2 separate regions of the Mus musculus genome follow, and region 1 is linked to region 2. The links are chromatin contacts, called in public Hi-C maps. All regions are on one chromosome and are shown on one strand. Each heading gives the region's core, a stretch centred on a gene start, on an enhancer-like site or on the middle of the called end of the contact. The rest is flanking DNA. Distances are from core to core; before and after follow the strand shown. Region 1 overlaps Arid4a (AT rich interactive domain 4A (RBP1-like)). Region 2 holds the start of L3hypdh (L-3-hydroxyproline dehydratase (trans-)).

Evidence for each region. A called contact is a pair of places that touch in the nucleus more often than the background predicts.
Region 1: a contact with region 2 is called in a Hi-C map of liver, with 3 times the contacts expected there. The contact joins the enhancer-like site here to the promoter of L3hypdh in region 2. A contact is called at or near these places in 5 of 39 promoter capture datasets (the 3T3-L1 cell line, embryonic stem cells, hippocampal neurons and 2 more), 1 of 484 Hi-C or Micro-C datasets (liver), 1 of 115 datasets of contacts at active chromatin or transcription factors (astrocytes) and 1 of 9 other capture datasets (pancreatic islet).

The regions. Positions count from the first base shown.
Region 1 is chr12:71,041,974-71,049,090 of GRCm38.p6, reverse strand. Arid4a (AT rich interactive domain 4A (RBP1-like)) reads right to left here. Exons shown (of 24, transcript NM_001081195.1): 9 at 3,988-4,067; 10 at 2,901-2,977; 11 at 1,731-1,897. Among named protein-coding and RNA genes, the nearest start is that of Arid4a, 30 kb to the right of the region's middle. Within about 2 kb of position 5,275, at least 9 of the 459 cell types and tissues checked have an H3K27ac peak or open chromatin away from gene starts, as enhancers often do. A contact at or near this core is called in liver, where this site is marked.
Region 2 is chr12:72,083,448-72,090,038 of GRCm38.p6, reverse strand. It overlaps L3hypdh (L-3-hydroxyproline dehydratase (trans-)), which reads left to right and starts at 4,726. Exons shown (of 5, transcript NM_026038.2): 1 at 4,726-5,390. The coding sequence starts at 4,883. It overlaps Jkamp (JNK1/MAPK8-associated membrane protein), which reads right to left and starts at 4,200. Exons shown (of 7, transcript NM_024205.2): 1 at 3,856-4,200; 2 at 633-724; 3 at 1-83. The coding sequence starts at 3,859.

The DNA.
Region 1 (7,117 bases), core at 4,026-6,525, 1.0 Mb after region 2:
AAATTTCAGGCTATTTTTTGAGGGATAGGGAAAATACATTCTGGAAGGGACACTAATTAAAAGTATTAGCAGAAATAAAGAGACTAACCCTTCTTTCAGCATTTGGCGATATAAGATCCTAATTAATGTTCAATAGAAATCCAACAGCTAACCACAGCCTGCTAAGAGTTCACACCCTGAAAATGTGGCCTATTTACCCTGAAACACACAACCTAAGACTAAATACACATAAAATTCAGACATCACATCTAATATTCAAAATTTAAATCCTAAGACAATTTTTTTTTTGCCAAATTGTCTCAGCACAGTCATTCCAAAAGCTATCTTATGTTGGAGAAAAATCCCCTTTACCCTCTAATCTTCTAAAAATAGATTCCTACTGTCTTTTACAAGAAACAATTATGCTTGGTTATGAGCTCTACCGTACCAGCCATATAATCAACACCTAAAAATTGTATTTAATCTCATTTTTTGTCAACCAAAACAATAACTAAATATTAAAAAAAAAAGTCTTACCTATGTGCTGCATTTCCTTTCAAATGCAAAACGGTTAGATTCCCCTTCTACTAGTGCAGGCTCTGGGCATGTCAGTCTGATTGGCAAATATCTGCTGTCCCCTCTGAGGTCACAGCATCCGCAGGGCGATACAGCACTACTTACATTCTCTTCCACATAAAAATCAGACATTACATGAAAGGAAGAGAAAGACAGCCCATTTCAAAGCAGCTGGCAAACCTCCACTGGCAACCTGCCAAGCCTCTGCTAACCCTTCCTGTCTTTCTGAGCATGCTCACTTAAAACCAACAGCATGTTACTATGGCAACTCTGTCGGCAGCCTGTAAGTATGAACCGCCATTCTGATTTCAGAGTGTAAAAAGCCAAATGCTGCAGGGGAAGTCAAAGGCAAGAACCAGCATACATTCTTCCCCACATATAAATCTAGCCGTGGCGTTCCAAAAGCTCACACGTGTGCATGTAAAACAAACAAAAGCATCGCACATTTTCAAGGCAGAATTTTTCATGCTCAAATAGGTGGTCGTTTTCAATAAACTCATGCTTTGTTTTGCCTCTCAACAACTGAAATTACACTAGAAAATTCATCCCGTTTAACAAAACCCTGGCGACTCCACAGCCTGGCAGCATCTGAGCAGCCACGGTAACCCTATGGATGGCTTCTGTAACCTACAATCAGAGCATGCACAACACGGCTGCAGTACAAAGAAACCCACTCATGATAAAATCACAATCTACAGTTTTTTCTATGATTTGTCAAGCTGCCAGGTGTGTTTTTCTTTGGATGTAATTAGGATATTTAACCCCTAAAAGGTTTCTAAGTTAGGAGAAACAAGACCGGGGTTCAAATCCCTACACTGCACATTTTAGCTGTGCCAGCTCAGGACAGTTAACTTCTGAGTCTCAGAGCACCCTGAAAGCAGGATGGTAACAATGACATCACACACTGACAACTGGTAAACACGGAAAATACCTGATCCCCCCCTCCCCAAAACCTTGTTGATTAACCTCGAAAAGTACTTTTTGGTAACTTTATGCTGAAAACCAGTCCTGATTTATACACTACACTCTAAGCCAACTAGCCACAACTCCTTAACCAAATTAAGCTAAGAAATGTTTCAGACAAAAACAAACGCCCCAGAGCAAAAGCATAGAGGTATTATTTTCACTAGAAAACAAACAAACAAACAAACAAACAAACCACAGCGTTGACCTACCAGCTCTTCTTCCTCCTTTTTGGCCTCTTTTTCCTTCTCCTCTTCATGTTCCTCAGCTGGGCATTCTTCGTCATCACTGCTGGAGGACTCAAGGATTTCACTTATATCCATTTTCCAATTATCAGGAACAATCCTACCTTTTAGGAAGACACTTGCTCTTCGCAGCCCTGAAAGGAAACATGGACTTTGGCAGTTGCTCCGGAATGAGGGGAGGGAGATGCCAGCCGCTCAGTCTGAAGGCTCAAGCCAAGTCCACCCATTATTCTCAAAATGATAGAGGAAATCAGGGGGTCTCATGAGTCAGAAGACCATGTAGATTTTATTACAATCTGTAGGCGTTTATGTTTGCTTACTGCTATGAGACAGGGTGTCACTATGCAGCCCAATCTAGCCTGGAACTTGCGACCTTAACATGGACACCTCTTAAGTGACACCAAGCCTGGCAAAGATTAGAAATCGCCTTTTAAAGAAAAGAATTTACTTTTATTTTATGTATGACTGTCCTGTGTTTATTTATGGGCAGACTCCAGTCCACCAGTAGCATTAAATTCCCGAGAACTGATTACAGATGGTTGTGAGCCGCCATGTGGGTGCTGGGAACCAAACCTGGGTCCTCTGCAAGAGTAACAGTAACAAGTGCTCTTAACCTGTGAGCCATCTCTAGCCCCACTACTAGAACTAGGTCAGCCCAGGTGTGGTAGTGCATGACTTTAATCTCAGCAGTTGGGAGACAAAGGCAGGTGGATCCCTGTGAGTTCAAGGCCACGCAGTGAGTTCCAGAACAACCAGGCCTATGTAAAGAGACAACCCTTCTGCACCCCTCTGAAAGAAGAAATACTAACGATCAAACATGCAGAGTTAAATCTGTACAATTTACAAACCAAATATTTTATCGAGACATGAAAAAAATGCCATTAAGTGAGAGTATCATTCAGGTGTGTCCAACACATTATCTGTGAGGCTCACACTCAGAAACCGAGCGCAGGCACAAGGCAAGGAGCAGCAGAAACGCTCACTCTGTAAGGTTACTGACACTGTATTGGGCCACACGCAGCCCACGGATGACAGGGCAGATACAGGATTCCAAACGGTGAATATGGTAATAGTCAGTACTTGTTATTTTCTAAACACGGTCACATCATGAAATAAACTGACTCTGCTTTCACGTACCTGGCCTAGCACAGAGCTCAGATTCTGGTAGAGTGAGAATGTCCAGTTCCTTAATGTCCTTTCTTGCTATAGAATAACTATGAAAAAAGAACAAAACACAGAACTACTTATTAAATGAAAAACATCATTTAAGCAATCCATATCCACACATACATAAGACCTCAAGAAATGAAAATTATTTCCTCAAATAGTGTTTTATAAAAGCCAAAGGCCATAATGCCCTGATCCTTAGTAAAACCTTGGAGGCGGGGCTGGTGAGATGGCTCAGTGGGTAAGGGCACCCGACTGCTCTTCCGAAGGTCCGAAGTTCAAATCCCAGCAACCACATGGTGGCTCACAACCACCCGTAATGAGATCTGATGCCCTCTTCTGGTGTATCTGAAGACAACTACAGTGTACTTACATATAATAAATAAATAAATCTTAAAAAAACAAAAAACAAAAAACAAAAACAAAAAAAAAAAACCTTGGAGGCAAAGTTGTATCTTTTAAGTTTCATGTACTCAAGTACTCTTATTTGAGAGCCTGGAATTTACAATGTTTCCAAATATACAACCTTCCTATAGACAATAGTTTCAATCAACAAAGTCATTTCAATACTTATAGATAACACCCATTTTGTTTAATATTTCCTAATTTTTGTTAATTTGCTAAAATATTTTTATGATTATATATACTATGGTATATCTTTCATAGAGAACAACTTAAAAATATGAATTTTACTGTTTTAATAAAAATACAAAATTAAAGGAAAGTTTCTCAAAGTCTTCTTTAAAATTAAAAGTGAAAATACTTATTTTACCAATAGTTTATTAAGAAGCTTCATAATTCATAATATGAAATAGCACATGATAAAAATATGAAATTTTTCAATAAACTATATATATTTTTAATTACAAATACAGGTCTTTAATACTGCTGCCACTTATTGTTATTTTTACATAAAATTTATCAGCTAAAGGTACCCTACATAAGCACAGTAATAACAACCTCTCAGTTTCAACTTGAATGAGTCCCTTTATGGTAGGTGGCCAATCACTGTGTCCCAGCCCTATGAATCATTACTGGATGGTGTTTCATTACTCACAATTTAGAATCAATAAATGATCGAACTAAACACTGATCTTTTTTCACTGTGACGTCATCATTGCAGCTGGGAGAGACAACCTGGAATACAAAATCAGAATCGACTGACTCCCCTTGCTCAGAAAATGAACGTTTATTTTGTTATTTACTACCCCCCCTCCCCACCCCCCCTCCCCTACTCCCGTCCTAACTTTCATCTGTTAGGAAAGGACTCATCTACTCAGTCACATCCCTCAACAAGAATGCTTTAGTTTTTTTAATTATGTCTATTCATCTACTTGTGTATGGGGTAGGGAGAGTTCAAGTTTGCTGTTACCCTCATGTAGAGGTCAAAGTACAACTTGGTAAGCCTTGGTTCTCTCCGGCCACCATGTGGGTTTCCTAGGGCTCCGGTTCAGGTTTGTCAGCAGCAGTGGCAAGCACCTTGACCTACTGACCATCTTGCCAGGCCCAAGAATGTAATGTTAGAAATAACTTGGGGGCAGGGAGACTGGAGAGACAGCTTAGCAGCTGAGAGGGTGCAGATGACACAGGCTCTGTCCCTGGCAACTACATGATGGCTCACAATTGTCTGTAACTTCTATTCCAGGGAATCTGACCCCTTCTTTTGGCTTCACAAGGGCCAGCCACCCTGTTGGTACACAGACATACACGGAAGCTAAACACCCCATACATAAAGAAATCAAATCAAATAAATTTAAAAATTTTTCTGGATCTGCTAATGTTTCATATGGATTATGTTTTACAAGAAATAGCTCAATTTCTAATAGCTCCCATTACTAATAAATTACAAAATTTATTTCATTATTTTTTAGCATATTGGCTTTCTAGATATTAACATGCTCACTAGGTAATAAAAATTAATAATGAAATATAAGTTAAAATAGTATCACTTTAAAAATTAGAGCTTATTCAAACCTAAATAAGATATTTTATCACATTTATTCATTTGTGAGGAAGGGTACACATGTATCCTAGCATCCTATGAAGGTCAGATGGCAACTTGCTACCATTTTCTCTTTCCTCATGTGGCCCTGGGATCAAACTCAGGCCACAGGCTTGTGCTTGGCATAAGCATCTCTACAGGTGCAACTATCTTCCTGGCTCAAGACTTGATTTTTTATCCAAAACAGTAACATTTATGGATGTATGGTCTGTTCTTTTCATTTTTTTCAGATAGGGACTCCTAATAGCCCAAGTTCGCGTCAACTTTACTACATAGCCAAGGATGACTGAACTCTGTACTCTCCTCCCTCTGGCACAGTGCAGTTTGTTTAATTGGTGGTGAGTATTTTTGTTTCTTTCTTTTGAAACAGGATCTTACTATGTATCATTAACTAGCTTGGAAATGACTATGTAGACCAGGCTGGCCTCAAGCCCACAGATGTTTGTCTCCCTCTGTCCCCTGAGTGCTGGGATTGAAGGGACAAGCCACTGATTTGGTTTTTGTTATTTTTCCATTGTGTGTGCACATGCATGCACTCACAGAGAGACCAGAGGCGTCAGTCCTGTGGGTGCCCTACACTCTGGTCCTCTGCAGGTCACTGTGCTCTGAGGTCACTGAAGCAGCACTCCAGACCTTCATCTAAGACACCTCAGTACGCATCTGCTTTAAAATCTGGCGGTTAGAAACCACCTAAGATCTTTTTTAACAGGGCATGAACAATTTTCAGTTTGTCATTGAAAAGAAAACTTTTAATCTAGCCTTTGAAAGTAAAAAATGCCTTAGCAGTGTGCTTAGTGAGTAATTTTTGAGTACTGTAGTCGTGGTTTGTATTTTAAAAACTCAAGCTGGGTAGCACACTTCTAAAGTTGCTGAGACAGACTTACTCATGATACTCTTAATCCTTAACAAACCCAGAGTCCTGGACGTTGTAGGCAAAAGTGTGTCTCAGACACTCACTCACACTCTGGCTCCCAACTCCATTCTTTGTAACTAAGTTTCATTCATTCAGTTTATTATTATAACAATATACACTTTATAACTATCATGTTCAATACCACAGAGCCAGATTTTTATTTATTTATTTATTTATTTATTTATTTACTTACTTACTTACTTACTTACTTACTTACTTATTTTTTGAGACAAGGTTTCACTATGTAAACCTGGCTGGCCTCAAACTCAGAGGTCTGCTGGCCTCTGTTTCCAAAGATTCAAGTTGTGCGACACCACACTGCACTGGGTTTTTAGATACTCTTATTGATTACTGTTTGGTTTTTGGCAGGTCTCATCTGCCCAGAACCTTGTAGGTAATGGAGGATGACTCTGAACTTACACTACTCTCCTAATTGTTAAGATCACAGACATGGATGGCCACACTTTGGCTTCAGAGACAAATACAGGTCTTGTGAGTACTAGGTACTAATAACTGTCAGACTAGTAAGAGTCGCTGTGCTTCACACAGAGGGGCAAATCTAAGACATACAAGAAAGAACACAACAGGGGGATGACCCATTGGTACACCAGGCACAGGACAGTGCCAAAGGCAGGAAAATTAGCCCTACTCAGCTAGAAGAGGTGTGGTAGTCAAGTCCTGAGATGTAAATAAATAGAAGTCCAAGTCTCATCACATCACCTGGGAGCTACTCTAATGGCCTCCATATTGATTTCTGTAAACAGTCTTATGAATATTCCCAAACATGCAGCACAAATACCATTCCTTTTCAGAACTATCTGCAGAATTATCCCTGAGTTTTAGGTGACCCTTGGAAGGCCCTTCTGCTTCAAGGGTCAATGATATTTGCAGTTGCATCCTATTCTCCCCCTCCTCTCTCTCACCATCGGTCAAAGAGGATTTTTGTGAGACAACTACACCTAAGCAGTCTCCGACCTCTCATAAAAGACCCTCTGTGACCATCTGTCCCTTCTTCTGTGCCATGAAACCGCCATTTCTACAGCGTTAAACATCTAAGGGTGGAGATCCTTCCTTTCTATTACTTCCTTAGTTTACTTTATGTACCAGTACTAAAAAATTACTACCACTTTTTTGGGGAGACAGGGGGTTTCAAGTCAGAGTTTCTCTGTGTAGCCCTGGCTATCCTAGGACTTATTCTGTAGTCCAGGCTGGCCTCAAACTCAGAAATCTGCCTCTGCCTCCTGAGCACTGGGATCAAAGGCGTGCGCTGCT
Region 2 (6,591 bases), core at 3,477-5,976:
TAGAGCCAGTCGTAAAGTTCTGGGGACTCTGTGCAAGGCTGACAGTACTTCTGTGCATTGGTCCTCTGTCCTCTTGGGCATACCTACAACAGGTATAAATACTGTTTTAGGATCATTCTATAAGGGATTCCACTGTATTTTAAACATCTTAGTATGTATGTGTAGCTTTTGAAAATTAACAAAGAAAACCAAGCCTATAAGCAGAATAAGAAGAAATCTCAAAGAGAAGCCACTTCAAGAAATCCACATGACCTGTGCTATCTATAAAATGCTAATGAAGAGTCTTTTCATTTAGTTGCTAAAATAGCTAGCTAATATTCAGTGAAAAACCTTGTTAGTAACATCATACAAAGACTACTGCAGAAGTATTCTGGAGTTGGCATGTTAATTCACTATGCAAAACACTTTGCTAAATTATTAGACAGTACTTAGACATTATAAAGTATCTTTTAATATCTGTGACTGTCAAGAAAGGTTTAATATAGTTATCACCATGCCAATATAAACAAGGTTTTTATTAATACCATATTCTTATACATTCATGAATATATTTAACAAAAAAAAAATCTACATGTACAACGTTTCCAGAACAAACAAATCTTACAATGAAATAATATCAACATAGGACTTACCCCACATTCTCCATAGATTTCACTTGAGCCATTTTTAAATAATAGGGTCTTCCCACAGTAGAGTCCAAGGCATGCTGGTTGAATATCGACAGCTTTTTAAAAACAAATGCCAGTATAGTAACATCTTTTGTGATTATAAACAAGAGTAGCCTGAGAATAGCTGAAGTAACTGACAACAACTATCTCAACCTCACTTTAAAATTACATAACAGACAAGTCTCGACACACTGTCACACTGTGACAGCACAGAAAGTTATACTTGCATCTTGCTGCTCTTCTGGAGTCTCCTATTCTAACCAGCACAGCAGGTTCTAGCCCCAGACACCTAACCCTGAATCTTCCCAATGGCTCTAGGAAGCCAGTCCCTATGATTGGAGTTTAGAGTTTCATTGGTTATAAGGTCATAAGAACTATTATTATTATTATTATTATTATTATTATTATTATTATTATTATTATTGAAATCCCTGATAGGGGCCAGAGAGGTAGCTCTGGTAAAAGCGCTTGATGAGCACGCCTGACTAACTCAGGAGTCTTGACTTCTAGAGCCCATGGTAAAGAGGACTCCAGAGAGCTGTCTCCTGACCTCCATGTGTGGGCTGTAGCAGGCACACCCCCAGCCCCATGCCTATCATACACCATACACAAGCACACAACTTAAAATTTTAATTAAAAGAAATCACGGGGGCTGGAAAGATGGCTCAGCGGTTAAGAGCACAGACTGCTCTTCCGAAGGTCCTGAGTTCAAATCCCAGCAACCACATGGTGGGTCACAACCATCCTTAATGAGATCTGATGCCCTCTTCTGGTGTGTCTGAAGACAGAGACAGTGTACTCACATACATAAAATAAATAAATAAAACTTAAAAAAAAAAGAAAGAAAAGAAAAGAAAAATCTCGGATAGAAAGCCACTTGTAGTGAGAATTCAAAATACTATGCTTTCATTTTAGTCTCAGGCATGGGGATGGGATATGAGGCTGCTTCACAGCAGCTGACTGTGATTCGCCTCGGGCTCTAGCAGAAGGTTCCTGCAGTTGTGTGACGTTTAGAATTCTGGAAACTCTTCAGAGAGTAATGGTAGGGCTCTGAGAGGCAGGGTAGGGGTGGTTGGTCGTTGAGGAGGTTTGGGTGCAGTCAGTGGCTATGTTCAAAGAAGAAACAAGAAGAAATTCAAGGAGCTCTATTCCCCTCCCCCATCCTTCCTTCTCTCCTATCTGGTGACAGGGGATGAAACTGGGAGAAAGGAGGACCAGAGAGTGTATGTCGGGGGAAAAAGAATCTGCAAAGCAGCAAAGGCCAGCTACAAGCAAAGAAGAAGCAAGAAAAAAATTAGATTCAGAGATCTTTATTATCTAAACACCCCCCCCCCCCCACCTGTGCATCTTTCTCTCCTATCTATTGATAAGGAGTGGTAAAACTACAAAGACCAGCTACAGTCACTATTCTTCATTTGGCCAAATAGAGACACTGGGCACACAGACTCATTTTTTATTCATAACAGAAATGCTGAATTGTCCACATTCTGAAAAGAGAACTTCAGAGCAGAAGGTAGGTCTTTAAAACAAATCAATTCACCTCCATATCAAAGCATTAGCCCAGTTTTTATGATTTTTGACAAGGGTAGATCCCATCAGTGCTGGCACTGAGCTTCTGAGCAATTACTTGAGAACAATCAATTTCTTGCAATCAATTTCTTAAAGGGATGAGGGGAATTAAAAACAGCTCTTTTAAGACAAAAACCCGAGGATCTCCAAATTATCTAAGACTTCATCGAAGAGAAATTACTCCTCTGTATCAGTGACACCTGATCCTCTACACCAATTATGGAAAGTGCTGCTCAAAGCCACAAAGGTACTCAGAGGACGATGGCAGTGAGGCTGGCTTCTGTAAGAATCTGCCATTTGCTATGAAATGAATCCAAAACAATGCTGGCCTACGTGTGAATTTACACGTGTTATTATTGCTGAACAATAATTTCCTCAAACTTTTCATGTGGAGACTCTGGTTACAAGGCCCTTTCTCCTTTCAAATTCCTGGAGAACAGTTTTGTTTTTTGTTTTTGTTTTTTTTGTTGTTGTTGTTGTTGTTTTTTGGGGGGACTTATGTTGCCGAGGGAAAACAGAAAAAAGTCTGAAATGTCTCATGTTTGATATTTTCACTTTACCAAGTATCTGACATCTTTTTTTTAAAAAAATTCTTCTTTATTTTATAATCTTAAAAACAAACTTTTATTATTATAGTATTGTGTTTTCATGTGTATTTGTGTTTTGCCTGCATTTATGTCTGTGCACCATGTACCAGCCAAGTTCCCGCAGAGGCCAAAAGAGGAGAAAGTCAGAAAGGGATATAGGAGCCACTGAACTGCAGTTACTAAGGGTCCTGAGCCGCTGTGGAGGTTCTGGGGATCAAACCCCACGAAAAGCAGCAAGTGCTCTTAATCACTGAGCCATCTCTCCAGCCAATCCTTAACACCTTTTTTAAACACAACTGAACTGTAATGAGAAGGAAGTCCCTTCTCCATGGGCTTTGCGTCTAAAAGATCTCAAAACCAAGGCCAACAAACCAAAGCTCATTTACCTAACGAGAAGAATCTGTACAACCTTTCATAGCCATTGGTGAGCTATAGCTAAAATGTTGTCCTTGTTTTTTTCTGCAGCAGTCTAAGACCCTTTGTGAAGGGCTTAATGTATTTACATTTGATGTCCAGTGTAATAGTGCACGCCTTTCAACCCAGCACTATGGAGGCGGAGGCAGGTGGAACTCTGCGTTCGAGGTTAGCCTGGTCTACAGAGCAAGTTCCAGGTCGACTAAGGCTACAAGGACAAACCCTGTCTTGAAAAACAACTATTACATTTGAGGTTGAAAAAGCAAGTCTCGTGGCAATTAGGTTCTGCTTCCTTGTCCTGTTCTAACTCTGCTTCTAATTCTGAAGTCAACCACCAGGAATGCTTTCCTGGACAAGAACAAAGGGACTGAAGGAAGGGACACAGGAAGAGCACAACAAAGACTCAGCCTTTAATTCTGCACAAGCGCTCTTCTCCAGCCATTCTGGAGCAGACCATCCCAACCCCGGGAGAAGTCAGTGCCTGGGCTCAGCGCAGCCAAGGGCCAGGCTGCTCGCTGCAGCAGAGCTGTCGGCCCGATGGCGAGCCCAAGACAATGCGAGGAAAAGCAATAGGAAAAAAGGACAGAGACACGCCCGCAGCCTAATCGACCACTTACCCATTGGCCACACTAGGTTCCCCTGAGAAGCCGGGGATCAGCGGGTCCGAACGCAGCGCCCGAACATCCGGGCCACAGCGCTCTCAGCCGCTCCGCCTCCCGCTAGCCTGGCAAGCACGCTGGAACCCCGCCCCTGCTACATTCGGCTCCGAGTCCCGCCCCACCACCGCTTCCCCCGCTAGGGGTGTCGGGGGTGCACGCGGCGGACTTCCAGGCCTAGGATTCCCAGAAACCTAGTTTCCTAATCTAGGCTTGGAAGCCTCTCTCTCTCTCTCTCTCTCTCTCTCTCTCTCTCTCTCTCTCTCTCTCGCTTCCGGGTTTGAGCTCAGAGGCTCCACCTTTTCCGGGTCCAGACTCAGGTCTCGTCCCCGCCCTGCCTCCAACTTGAACTGGTCTCCACCGCCTCCAGTGTCTCTTTGAAGGGGCCCTGAGGTCCCGCCCCCGTTTCCTAGACGAAGCTCGTAGCTCCGCCCACCCCGTGCATTCAAGTCGCCGAGGCCTCGCTCCTACCCTGCATTGAGGTCTCCGAGGACCGCCCCCATCGTGCGGGCTAGTTTTCTAGGCACCGCCTCCGCAGAGTAGTCTCTGGAGCCCCGCCCCTATTTTATTGGCTCCTTTTCTAGGCCCTGCCCCTGCCGCGTGTCTAGTCTCCGAGGCCCCGCCCCCGCCGAGCAGTCCAGCCTCCGAGCCCCGCCCCGCTGCTGGAGCAAGTTCCGAAGCCCCGCCCCCTCCGTGTGTTCAAACCTCTGGAGCCACGCCCCCATTTGGGGGGTCTAGTTTTCTAATCCCTGCCCACGCTCCCTGTCCTGTCGCCCAGGCTCGCCCCTGTTGGGAGTCTAACTCTGAATCCTGCTAGCTCGGGCGCGCCCAGTCTAAGATTCCGGACGCTGGTCGCTGGGTGATCTCTGCTCGCCGGCTTGGCCCTGAGATTGCCACCGGTTCTGCGCGTTCTCCCGTTGGGTTTGGCGCTTTCTCCCTGCTTGGAGAGAGCACCACCGCGCTGTGCGGCAGTCCCTGGACGCAGACAATGGAGGCGGCGCTGGCAGTGACCCGGCTGCCCCCAAACGACCCGAGGACGCCAGCACTGTCGGTGGTGGACATGCACACAGGCGGCGAGCCTCTGCGCATCGTGCACGCCGGGTGTCCGGAGGTGGCAGGGCCCACGTTGCTGGCCAAGCGTCGCTACATGCGTCAACACCTCGACTACATCCGGCGGCGGCTCGTGTTCGAGCCCCGCGGCCACCGGGACATGTACGGGGCCATCCTGGTGCCCAGTGAGCTGCCAGACGCACACCTAGGCGTCCTGTTCTTGCACAACGAAGGCTACAGCTCCATGTGCGGTCACGCGGTGCTAGCGCTGGGCCGCTTCGCGCTCGACTTTGGACTGGTGCCCGCTCCCCCAAAAGGCGCCCGGGAGGCTCAGGTCAACATCCACTGCCCGTGTGGTCTGGTGACCGCCTTCGTAGAGTGTGAAGGTGGCCGCAGTTGCGGCCCTGTGCGCTTCCACAGCGTCCCAGCCTTTGTCCTGGCCTCAGGTAAAGGGTGAGACTCACTAGACCCGGTTGAGACAATCCGCGAATCTAACCACTGCTCTGTGGCTGAATATATCTGCGCAACTAACCCACCCTGCCTGCCCTTGCGATTAATAAAAAGGTAATTCCAAATTACTGCAAACACGCTTCAGTGTCTTTGCCTTACAGGTTTGGTGGATGCAATTCTGCTGTCCTGCTGAGCGGATCCATGCTCACAAGGCCTGGGGGGAGCTTAGAGTGGAATGCGGATGAATTGTGCGCTTCCTTTTTTTAAGATCCTCATTCCTTGCTTGTCAGGATTCATAGCCGCTTCACAGTAGACTGAAGTTAAGGACCAAAGGACAGTGTGTGTACCAGAGTTCGAGCATAGCTTAGAATATGCTTGGTAAGAACTAAATGACTCTGAAAGGCACTAAATTTGTAAGCAAAGCTATTGCTGTCCTTGTTGAGAAACAAAGTCCTTGGCTGGACACACAAGTTCACAACCCCTCAAAAGCCATCCAACCTTAGGCAAAGTTCACAGACTCCTTGACTGAGTCTGTACCTTCATTTTATCTCAGAGGTTTTTGTGGTTAGTAATGAGGGTATGAAACATTGTTAAAATTTTTTTTTCTTAAATTAATGAGTGTTCATTGTTTTATTGTTTTGAGACAGGGGGTCACTGTGTAGCCCTGGCTGGAATGGAACCCTGGAATTTCTACGTTGACTAGGCTGGCCCACTTCTTGAGTACTGGTAGATTTTTTTTTTAAAGATTTATTTATTTATTATATGTAAGTACACTGTAGCTGTCTTCAGACACTCCAGAAGAGGGCGTCAGATCTTGTTAGAGATGGTTGTGAGCCACCATGTGGTTGCTGGGATTTGAATTCCGGACCTTTGGAAGAGCAGTCGGGTGCTCTTACCCACTGAGCCATCTCACCAGCCCAGAATTTTTTAAATATCTGAAAAAAAAATATTCGTCAAGAAACAGAGACTTCAAGATATGTAGGATTGTTTCCTGGAGATACAGAAACATGGACGGGGTTTCTGGGTTCTATGGTATAGACTAAGCAGATAATCTGCATAATCGGGACATTTACAAAGAGGAGCATCCCTCTTAGGAATCAACTGGCAGCTGTTTTATCTCTCATCCCAGGTGTCCCTGTAGCAAGAGTACCCAGCATGCAACTTGCAGGGTCCATTTGCCCAGGATAGCTATGAATG